Regions from separate parts of the Gasterosteus aculeatus genome. Here region 2 is linked to region 1. A link is a contact called in public Hi-C data. All regions are on one chromosome and are shown on one strand. Each heading gives the region's core, a stretch centred on a gene start, on an enhancer-like site or on the middle of the called end of the contact. The rest is flanking DNA. Distances are from core to core; before and after follow the strand shown.

What was found. Hi-C and Micro-C count contacts between places; a contact is called where the count stands out from the background.
Region 2: a contact with region 1 is called in a Hi-C map of skeletal muscle, with 6 times the contacts expected there. The contact joins two enhancer-like sites. A contact is called at or near these places in 2 of 6 Hi-C or Micro-C datasets (both in skeletal muscle).

Annotation. Positions count from the first base shown.
Region 1 is chr4:1,477,266-1,481,606 of fGasAcu3.hap1.1, reverse strand. No RefSeq gene overlaps it. Among protein-coding and RNA genes, the nearest start is that of cxcl14, 23 kb to the right of the region's middle. Within about 2 kb of position 1,631, at least 2 of the 9 cell types and tissues checked have open chromatin away from gene starts, as enhancers often do.
Region 2 is chr4:1,805,951-1,810,378 of fGasAcu3.hap1.1, reverse strand. It overlaps eif4ea (eukaryotic translation initiation factor 4ea), which reads left to right. Exons shown (of 7, transcript XM_040173943.2): 7 at 1-341. Among protein-coding and RNA genes, the nearest start is that of eif4ea, 5.6 kb to the left of the region's middle. Within about 2 kb of position 3,043, at least 1 of the 9 cell types and tissues checked has open chromatin away from gene starts, as enhancers often do.

The DNA of each region.
Region 1 (4,341 bases), core at 382-2,881:
CCAACACATCTCTCTAGAATGAATTAAGCCTCAAATGATTTTCAAATGCCAAGAAGCTGCATAGATGGAAGGAAATACCCAGAGGAAGACAGAGACCCATCACCAACACAGGAACAAACGTAGACTAAGCAGATATAAAATAATCTTACTGCGCTTTTGCATGAACTCCTCCTGAGGCGAGCGTGTGCATCAGAAGGCAGCGGCCGGGGCCCCTAATGACTGTAGAGCTCTGACACTGTGGACGTGTGGCCCTCTGAGGCCTTTCGGGCTCACAGGGAGCAGCAGCACTATTCAATATTTACCTTATCTTTTCTGTTCGGCTCGTCTCGGAGAGAAATCCTGTTTTTTAGCTGTAGAATTTGACAACTCACTTAAACAGCGGCCCCCCCCGTTTCGTTCCTTCCTTCTTCCTCCCCCACCTCCTCTCTCCTGCTTCCTGTGCTCTCAGAAGAAGGTGATAAGTACCTCTGTAGCTGCCAGCCCGATGTGTTCTCGTGATACCCAGGCACAGCTGCGATCCGCACGGGAACGCACTCGCAAAGCACACGCGGGAATGAGCGCGCGCCCACGCCGCAGGGGCTGCATCTCACACGCCAGCCGCCGCTAAAAAACGCCGCAGCCCTACGGAGAGGCTGCTGCTCCGCCTGACTGTCGCCGCGTCGTCTCACCGAGGACGCTCGCGTCTTCATGCGCTGCTTTGTGTTTAAAGTAAAGTGCATGCACGCGTTGCGACTGACTGCCGCTCACACTGTCGGCGCGTCCCGCTGCAGGCCGCTATGGCGGGCGTCGCACCCAGCTAGCAATCAGCGGCATGGGGGGAAAAAAAACTCACTTTCTTGTTGTGAAACGGCCGCTCGGTAGATCGGTAGAAGCTGATCGCGGAAGCTGGAGCCCATTACTACGACAGCGACGTGCTTCTTCTCTCCTGGTGGAGCGCACGCTCTGTGATCAGCCAACGGGAATCATTTTTCAATGAAATGGAATTTTAATTGAATCCTTGCGGAGGTTTTCGGCCGGCACCTGGTCAGCGCGGCTCGTCGGGCGAGCCAAGACGGAGAGCCCCTTCCTCCAACATGGCACCCGCACTTAGTATCTGTCAGCGGCCGCGCCGCATCTCCTCAGGCTCCATTAATCAGAAGCCCACCTTTGGAGAGTTGCGCCCTGGCCCGCACTTAAAGGTACCCGCCGCCGTCTGTGCCAGCGGCAACCCTGGCAGGGCACAAGTGGAACAGGTTGGCCGGGCTCGGCGGGGGACGGGGGGGGGGGGCAAGGTGGTGTTAATGCAGACTCGCCGAGTCGATTTCCTTTGAGGGAGATCCAATCCGGTGGCGCAGCGTGGCGCCCAGGAAGCGCCGGAGCCTCCGACTGATGCAGTTTCTAATTCTATCCGTTCCATATCAGCGGGGGAGGAGTGGGTGGGAGGGTCGGGGGGGGGTTTGTGCCAGGGACTAACCTTCCATTCTGCTCTGTGGTCGCTGAGGAAATGGTAGGGCCATTGACTAAAGAAGCCCGTAGGCGATCGATGAAGGCGTTGAGAGCGACTGCAGCGCCTCGTTTGTCGGCGACGCGCATCCTGCCGGACTCTCACCATCCGGTTAAACGTGTACCGCTCGGCGGATGCAACACACGTCTGCTTAGAGCAGGTCAGAGGACGTGCTGTGGGATCCTGCTGGAGGCCTCTGATACGTTGCTGCCATCTAGTGTAGAAACACGAGTCCTGTGAAACAGGCTCATTAGCATTCTGACGGCGCTCGCAGGGAAACGTTTGAGATGATTGTATAGGTTTGGATTTAATGAGGACTGTAAAGGGTCCACGGCTAAACTTCTAATTTAATGAAAAGATAAAAAATCATTTCAGTGTTATTTATGACAAATCTTTGCTTGTGTTAAGCAGGCGGTAAGACTTTAATTGAATCAGTCATTTGTATAGTTGAAATAGAATTAACTTCTATTCTTTGGACAAAGATCTGCTTCTCTCAACTTAAAGTCGGCTGCTATTTTGTTTTAATACTTTACTTTTCTTTGTACCATGAAGTTTATTTCATAAACCTGCTTTTGTTGTTATATTTGCTTCCCCTGTTTATCTGCTTCCTTGATTACGCAAAAGCTCCTGGGCTTTCAGAGGCAAACATTATTGATAAATGTATTTATGAATATCACCGTGCTCTGGTTATAATACCTATTATCATTATTCCTTCTAATATCCAGCGCGTCTTTAACAAGTAATCATCTGCATTTACATTTATTGTTATCGTCTAATCATCAAAACCTTGAGGATTTTACTTTTTTGATGAAATGAAAACGGCTACAAATGCGCAACAAACCCATCAAACAGAACAAAGCGGTCGCCATAGCAACACTTTGCTTTCATACGAACCAACATGTAGGCCTGAAACAAAACACTTCTCCATCGATCCCTTCTGCTGAGCTTCAGCACTCGGGACAGCGCCACCCAGACACACACACAGACACACACACACACACACACACAACTCCGTCTCAGAATAACTCATATTATTTGATGTGGATGCATGATGAACAATGTTGGATTAATAACCTTTATCTCCGGGTTGCCGTGGCAACGGTGGAAGCTTAGAAGCATTCGGATGAGCATCTACTGTCCTTTTCTCACCACTGCTTCTCCCTCCATTTCAACCAGACGTGTTAAATTAATGAGGAAGAAGCATGTTGACTTTCATCCTCAAACAAACATTATATCAATGCCTCCGTCTGGGGGGATAAAGAATCATCAAAGGGAATAAATGTTTGAAGGTTTAATTCTCCTCCAGAGACCTGCTGGTGAGATGGTGAACAACATCTCTGAGAAACTCATTTTTCTCATTTTTCTCCCACTAATGTGTTGGAGCAGGACTTTTTAATGTGAACCTCACGGACCGAGGGATCTTTTTCCTTTGTAATTACAGTCACATTAATTTATTATTGACCCGTTCCTCTTTGATTTTCACCCCTCTGCTTGTTGTTTCTGCTTCGTGTCAGCACTTTCACTTCGACCTCCTCCAGCGTCAAAGCAGATCTCCTCTAACTTTCTTCCTTCATCCTCCTCCACTTGTCTTTCAAAGGTTTTTTTTCCATGCGTTCAAGAGATCATGATTTTGGGGAATTGCCTTTATCAGGGTTTCTGTCTTCTTCATCGCTGGCCTCTCCTTCACAGATCTTCCTCATTTCCTCCCCCTCTCTCTCTCTGGTCTCTCTCTCGTCTTTCAGCCTCTTCAACATCTCCTCCACTTGCTCAGATTCCTTCTTTTGCTTCCGTTTTTATTAATCTTTTCATGCCCTTCTCCTTTCATCTGCCTCTGTAGCTCACTGGTTCGCTTGCAAAGATTTTTGAGGTCATCATGAAACTTCTTCAGCTGCTCACTTCTTCCCTCCATTCCTTCTGCTCTCTCTCCTTCTTACTTTATTCCTCCAGCATGTTCCCTTTCTCATTCCTCCTCTCTTAAGTTCGTCCCCATTTTCCAACAGTTGCGCTTTCACATCCTATTCTAATTTCTTTTTCTATATGAGCGCTTTGTATTTATCGTTATTTCTTGCTGTTGGCGTCTGCACACCGCACTGCATTTGTTTATTTGTTTATTAGATTTCTTTAAATTCTTTCATCTCATATACCACTGAATATGTTATTGGCATTTCTTAATGAACAGAAGTATATAAATGTTTTGTCCTTGTTTTTAAACAATTGATTGAATTTGAATGAGCTATTGATTAAGTATGCAGCAAATATAAGACCTCTCTTCTTTATCCATTTATCCCCCAGTTAAGAGCTACTTTATTTCTACCATTCAAGCACCCAAACCAGTAGAATGTAGTGAAATACTGTCCCAATAGAAGGCCTGTTCCAACCCATATCCAATAACATCCTTTTCAAGTGATTATCTTTGGCCAGCTTTGGTAACTAAACCCCGGTTACAGATGGCAAAGACCTGCAGGCGCTGTGTGATGATCTGTAATCTGCTGCCCCCGTGTTCCAGTTCATTAAAGAAAAAACAAACTCATAGTCGTCCTCGGGCCAGAATTGTGTCCCTCAAGTACATCGTTATACAAATATGACTAATGCATTAATTACCCACGTGCGCGTGATGACACAACCCGTCTCATTAAGCAAATGTCACAAAGGCTGTGCTTAGTTCATGGCTCGTGCATCGAACGCGTCATCGAGGACTAATGTCCAAACGCTCACGTGCTCGTCAATACCCGCGTCGCGTCTTGTTTGTGTCCATTCGAGTCCTCAAAGCGCCCCTGCATTGTTGGACGGGGGACGGGGGACGGGGGGGGGGCAATCAACAGGGCCGCAGCGAGGAGGATGGTGCACAGAGTCTCCTG
Region 2 (4,428 bases), core at 1,794-4,293, 330 kb before region 1:
TCAGTTTGCTTTGTTTTTGTTTCAAGTCAAATCGGATCGAAGCCGTTTAGTTTCTTGTTAAGCTGCTTGTGAGATGTTACGGTTTGGTATTGAGATGTTCACGATTCTGAAGAGCAGGGAATTTATTTTAAATGCTTCTTAACTATTGCCCAAGTATTTGAATTAGTGAAGTTCACAGGACGTGGAAGCATTTGATGGAGTTTACTCGGTATCATTATTTAGTTTAGTTTAGTGGCATCAGTGAAATTGCAATTGTTTTGGAGGTAATTGAATGTGACGCGATACCCCTCAACTCCCAGCAGTAAATGTACATGAGTGATGTAAATAAAGTGTACATTGAAGATGGTTGCCTCAAAACGGTGTTTTAGTTATGAAGTCATTATTTTTATTGTTCAATCACAACAGCCAAGAACCCTTTGAGGGGCGAAACCCATCTGCAATGTAGTGAGAGTTTGCATCATGTCTGCAGATGATCAGACACCAGCAAATATTCCCTCCTTCCTCTCTGAGGTGTTGTAGCCACACTGATGCCGGCATGTTCAGCCGTATTGGGCTCCATAGATCACCTGTGGCCTGTTAGGGGCCTCAGGTGATCTATGACATCATCGACCGCCCACTGTAAAGCAACACGACCCCCAAACGCTCCTTTGCAATAAAGCCTCCGTGTAATTAACTCAATCAATCAAGGCTCATTCCTCGCTAAGGAGGCAATTAGATGAAGGTTTTATCTCACAGGGTAAAACACGAGAAGCTTTCGCTCCTTTAAGCGACTGTTCGGCGCTACGGGAACGTTCCTTAAATGTAGATGGAAACGCAAAGGAGGAAAACGGTGGATTTACTTCAACGGCTTTCGCTGCAGGCTTCTTAAATATGAAGAGTATTTGAAAAACACACGCGTGTGTAGTTGCACATAATGCCGGAGCAGTCAGTAATAAACTGTATAATCCTGTTTTCATAGTTGTCTCTGAACAAAGATGTTGGCCCTTTGTTAATATTTCAACCATGAAACTATTTAACATGTGCAGGTATTTTCAGAGCAGTAAAACATATCCGGCTGATTTGTTTCTGCTGCGTCTTTCGTCCCCTTACGTTCAGCAGGCGAATGAACTCACTGCAGGTACAGCGTCTCCCTCGGGCCTCGCGAAGCCCTACTGGTTCAGATGAGTCCGGTTATCTGGCCATTTATCGTGTGTGTGTGTTACGTAAAGCAATCATGTGTCCGTTTTATAGCCCTTCTACGAGAACAAAATGTGATGAAATGTGTTAATGTAATAAAGTCTTGTGAGGGATAATTATTATTTTCCCTCCATAATGTAGCTCATGCATCAAGGATTTGTAAAAACATGCACATCTGATTACACCCTGACTAATTATTTCATTATCCAATTCTTATTTTGCGGTCTTCTCTTCCGCCGGCTGCCGCTTCGACGCCTTAAAAAAAGCCGATGATGCAGAGCGCTGGCGATCCTCTCTGGGCAGCGCTTTTCCGTATTGATTTATGCTAAAGTATTTCCCTCCTCTGGGCCCCTTTTCACTGATTGGCACCTTTTAACCCAACAGCCGACACCCAAGGTTTTGTGGGTTTGACGACGCGGAGGTCCTGACGGATGGAAGCACTAACCCGAGGGGAACACACACGTGCTCATCTTTCAGGTTGCAAAAGGCGAGCAAAGGCCAGACCACGTGCGTCTGTTATGCAGCTGTTTAAGGCTTTTTGGGCGAGGTGGAAATATTATTCACATCCTCAAGTAGGAGCCCGTCAATGTCCGTTAAAATAAGATGTGTATTCAAAATACAAATGAATACACAAGCAGCTTGTTCATTTTGCTGCAGATCCAGGTGGGCGCATGCAGAGTAATCAAAAGTCTGATTGAATTGTCGCAGTCAGGAGGAGGCCTGGGAGGACGCGTTTGTCACTTTCCACTTAGCGTGTAGCTTATGCTGTGAGTCACGCTGCATGCTGCCGCTAGCAGTGACTTACAGTGAGTGGACTTGGGCTCAGCGGCCATCTCATCAAGGAGATCTCGGACGTCTGTGAGCACGTGGTGCCGTTCCGCGGTCTAAAGCCCACACTCACGAGCATGTACGTCATCAACGGGATGGCGTTATGCGTCACGCTTTTGGCATTTGTTTGGTAGTGACGACATTGCCACTTGTGGGTTCTTTTAATACGTTCACGTGTGGCCTACTTTTTTACACCAATAGTTGTACTTTTATTTGAGTAAAATATCCCAGTACTCTTTCTATCCCGACATTTGTAAAGTTGGGCGCTAGTGGTGCGCGCCGAGGCTTCAGACAGCGTTCCGAATTGGTCCCAGCGGTATTGGATCGTTGAGGTCATGCCTCTCTGCTCAGTTTATTTCAAACTTTTGAAAAAAAAAAAAACCCCGTTTCAGACTGCTGCGTGCATCTATCTATCCAAATATCTCCGCTGCTCACCTTTTGTTGCCATAGGTAATAAATCACGAAACGGTGCACTCGGGTGGGATGGTGACAGTGGTGCTCTGCTTGTCATAAACCGGCCACAGGGAGGCAGTGTAGCCACACGCTGGACCTTCAGCCTCCAAGCCTTCCATCCTCCTCCTCCACCGTTTTGGTTGGTTAAATTGGGCTTTCCACTGAGTGCGTCGGTTGCACACACAACGGGAAGAAGATATCTGTAAATAGCAGCTGTGTCTCTCGTTCCCATATTTATTTATATACCTCCCCCGCCACCCCCCCCACCAAGCAGAGAATCCGCATTACAATGCCTCCCCTATCGCCTCGGGCAACCGTCGGCCTCCTGCTCACCAGCCTCCTGTGCAGCGTGCAGGAGGGACCGGGCGAGTCAAGCCGCGCTACCTGCCCTTGACTGATGTTTTCGTACCACCACCTATGCACGAGTGCCGGAGTTCTAAAAGCCGGTGACACGACGCCTCTCTGGACCGGGCGGCGGCAGAGGAGGCTGCAGATGGCTCTTTGCATCTGCGGGAGGTGCCGACTCCCTCTGTGCGGCGTGACAGATGTGTCACTTAACCGTTTCTCCTCAGCAGCACCAGGAGCGGCCTCTGAAGGACCTTGAGCCGGGCTCGGCGGGTGTAGGCCCTCATCCACGGCGCTGCTGACCGGCTCCCAGAGGCGCCGACGCCGCCGCCATCAAGTCGTCTGAGCTGGAGGCCCCCGACCGACTTCATGTCGCACGAGATCATAAGAAGCAGGTTTAGAGTCAGTGTCGCGGGAGTTCCATTGACGTGTTGCACATTTAAATATGTTTAGATGAACCTGGATTACTAATCCGTTGTGGTGGCAGGCATGTAGTTAGTTTTGATTGCTCTCATAAATACTTTTACATACTGTGTAACAAGCCCTCTACCACTTCAACGATACAGAAAAATACTACATCTCAATTATGACACATTACGATCTGGTGACCTTTTGTTTTAATATTCAGGATTTTGAAATTGATTCGGTTATAAGTGAGTATTAGTGGCTTTAAATATTCTTTACCTAACAACACAAAACAACACCCACCAATTTCACTTCTATATCTCAAAACTCGACGTCACACAACAAATATTTGTTCTGTGACGCAGGCGTCTTTTGGGTGTACAAACAGCCCCTATGAGTGTAAAGACGGTAGCGTTGGCGCCATGGATATGTACATGAAGGCTGGATGTCTTACGCACATGGCGGCCTTCTTGCCACAGTGAGCTCGCTCACCCACAACATTGTGTTGGTAGTAATAAATAATAAGAACTTATAAATTTATTATACTTATGAATACTGTTCTGTTTAATGTTATTTTCATGTGAAAACCCATGTTTATAATCATAATTATTCATAAGCATGCAGTGTCATAAATACATCTCTATACAGGATTTCAACATGCAGCATTTCTTGATGTGGATTTGTAAAGGGAGATCTTGTACCTATTTTAGAATGTTATTCTATTTTAAAGGACATAACATAATTATTCACATCTCTGACGTTCATAACAAACCAAACCGTTTAAAAATTGGTTGAAAAAGTTATGGTGATTTAAAAAATACATGTATACCATTACCAACACAATGTTATGTGAGCGAGCTGCCTGTAGCAAGATGGCCGCCTTGTGTGGACGAGACATTTAGCCGTTATACATATATATATATATATATATATATATATATATATATATATATATATATATAGAGAGAGAGAGAGACATCTAGCCTTTATATATATATGACATCTAGCCTTTATATATATACATATATATATAGAGAGAGAGAGACATCTAGCCTTTATATATATATATATATATATATATATATATATATATATATATATATATATATATATATATATATATATATATATATATATATATGTATATATAGAGAGAGAGAGACATCTAGCCTTTGTATATATATATATATATATATATATATGACATCTAGCCTTTGTATA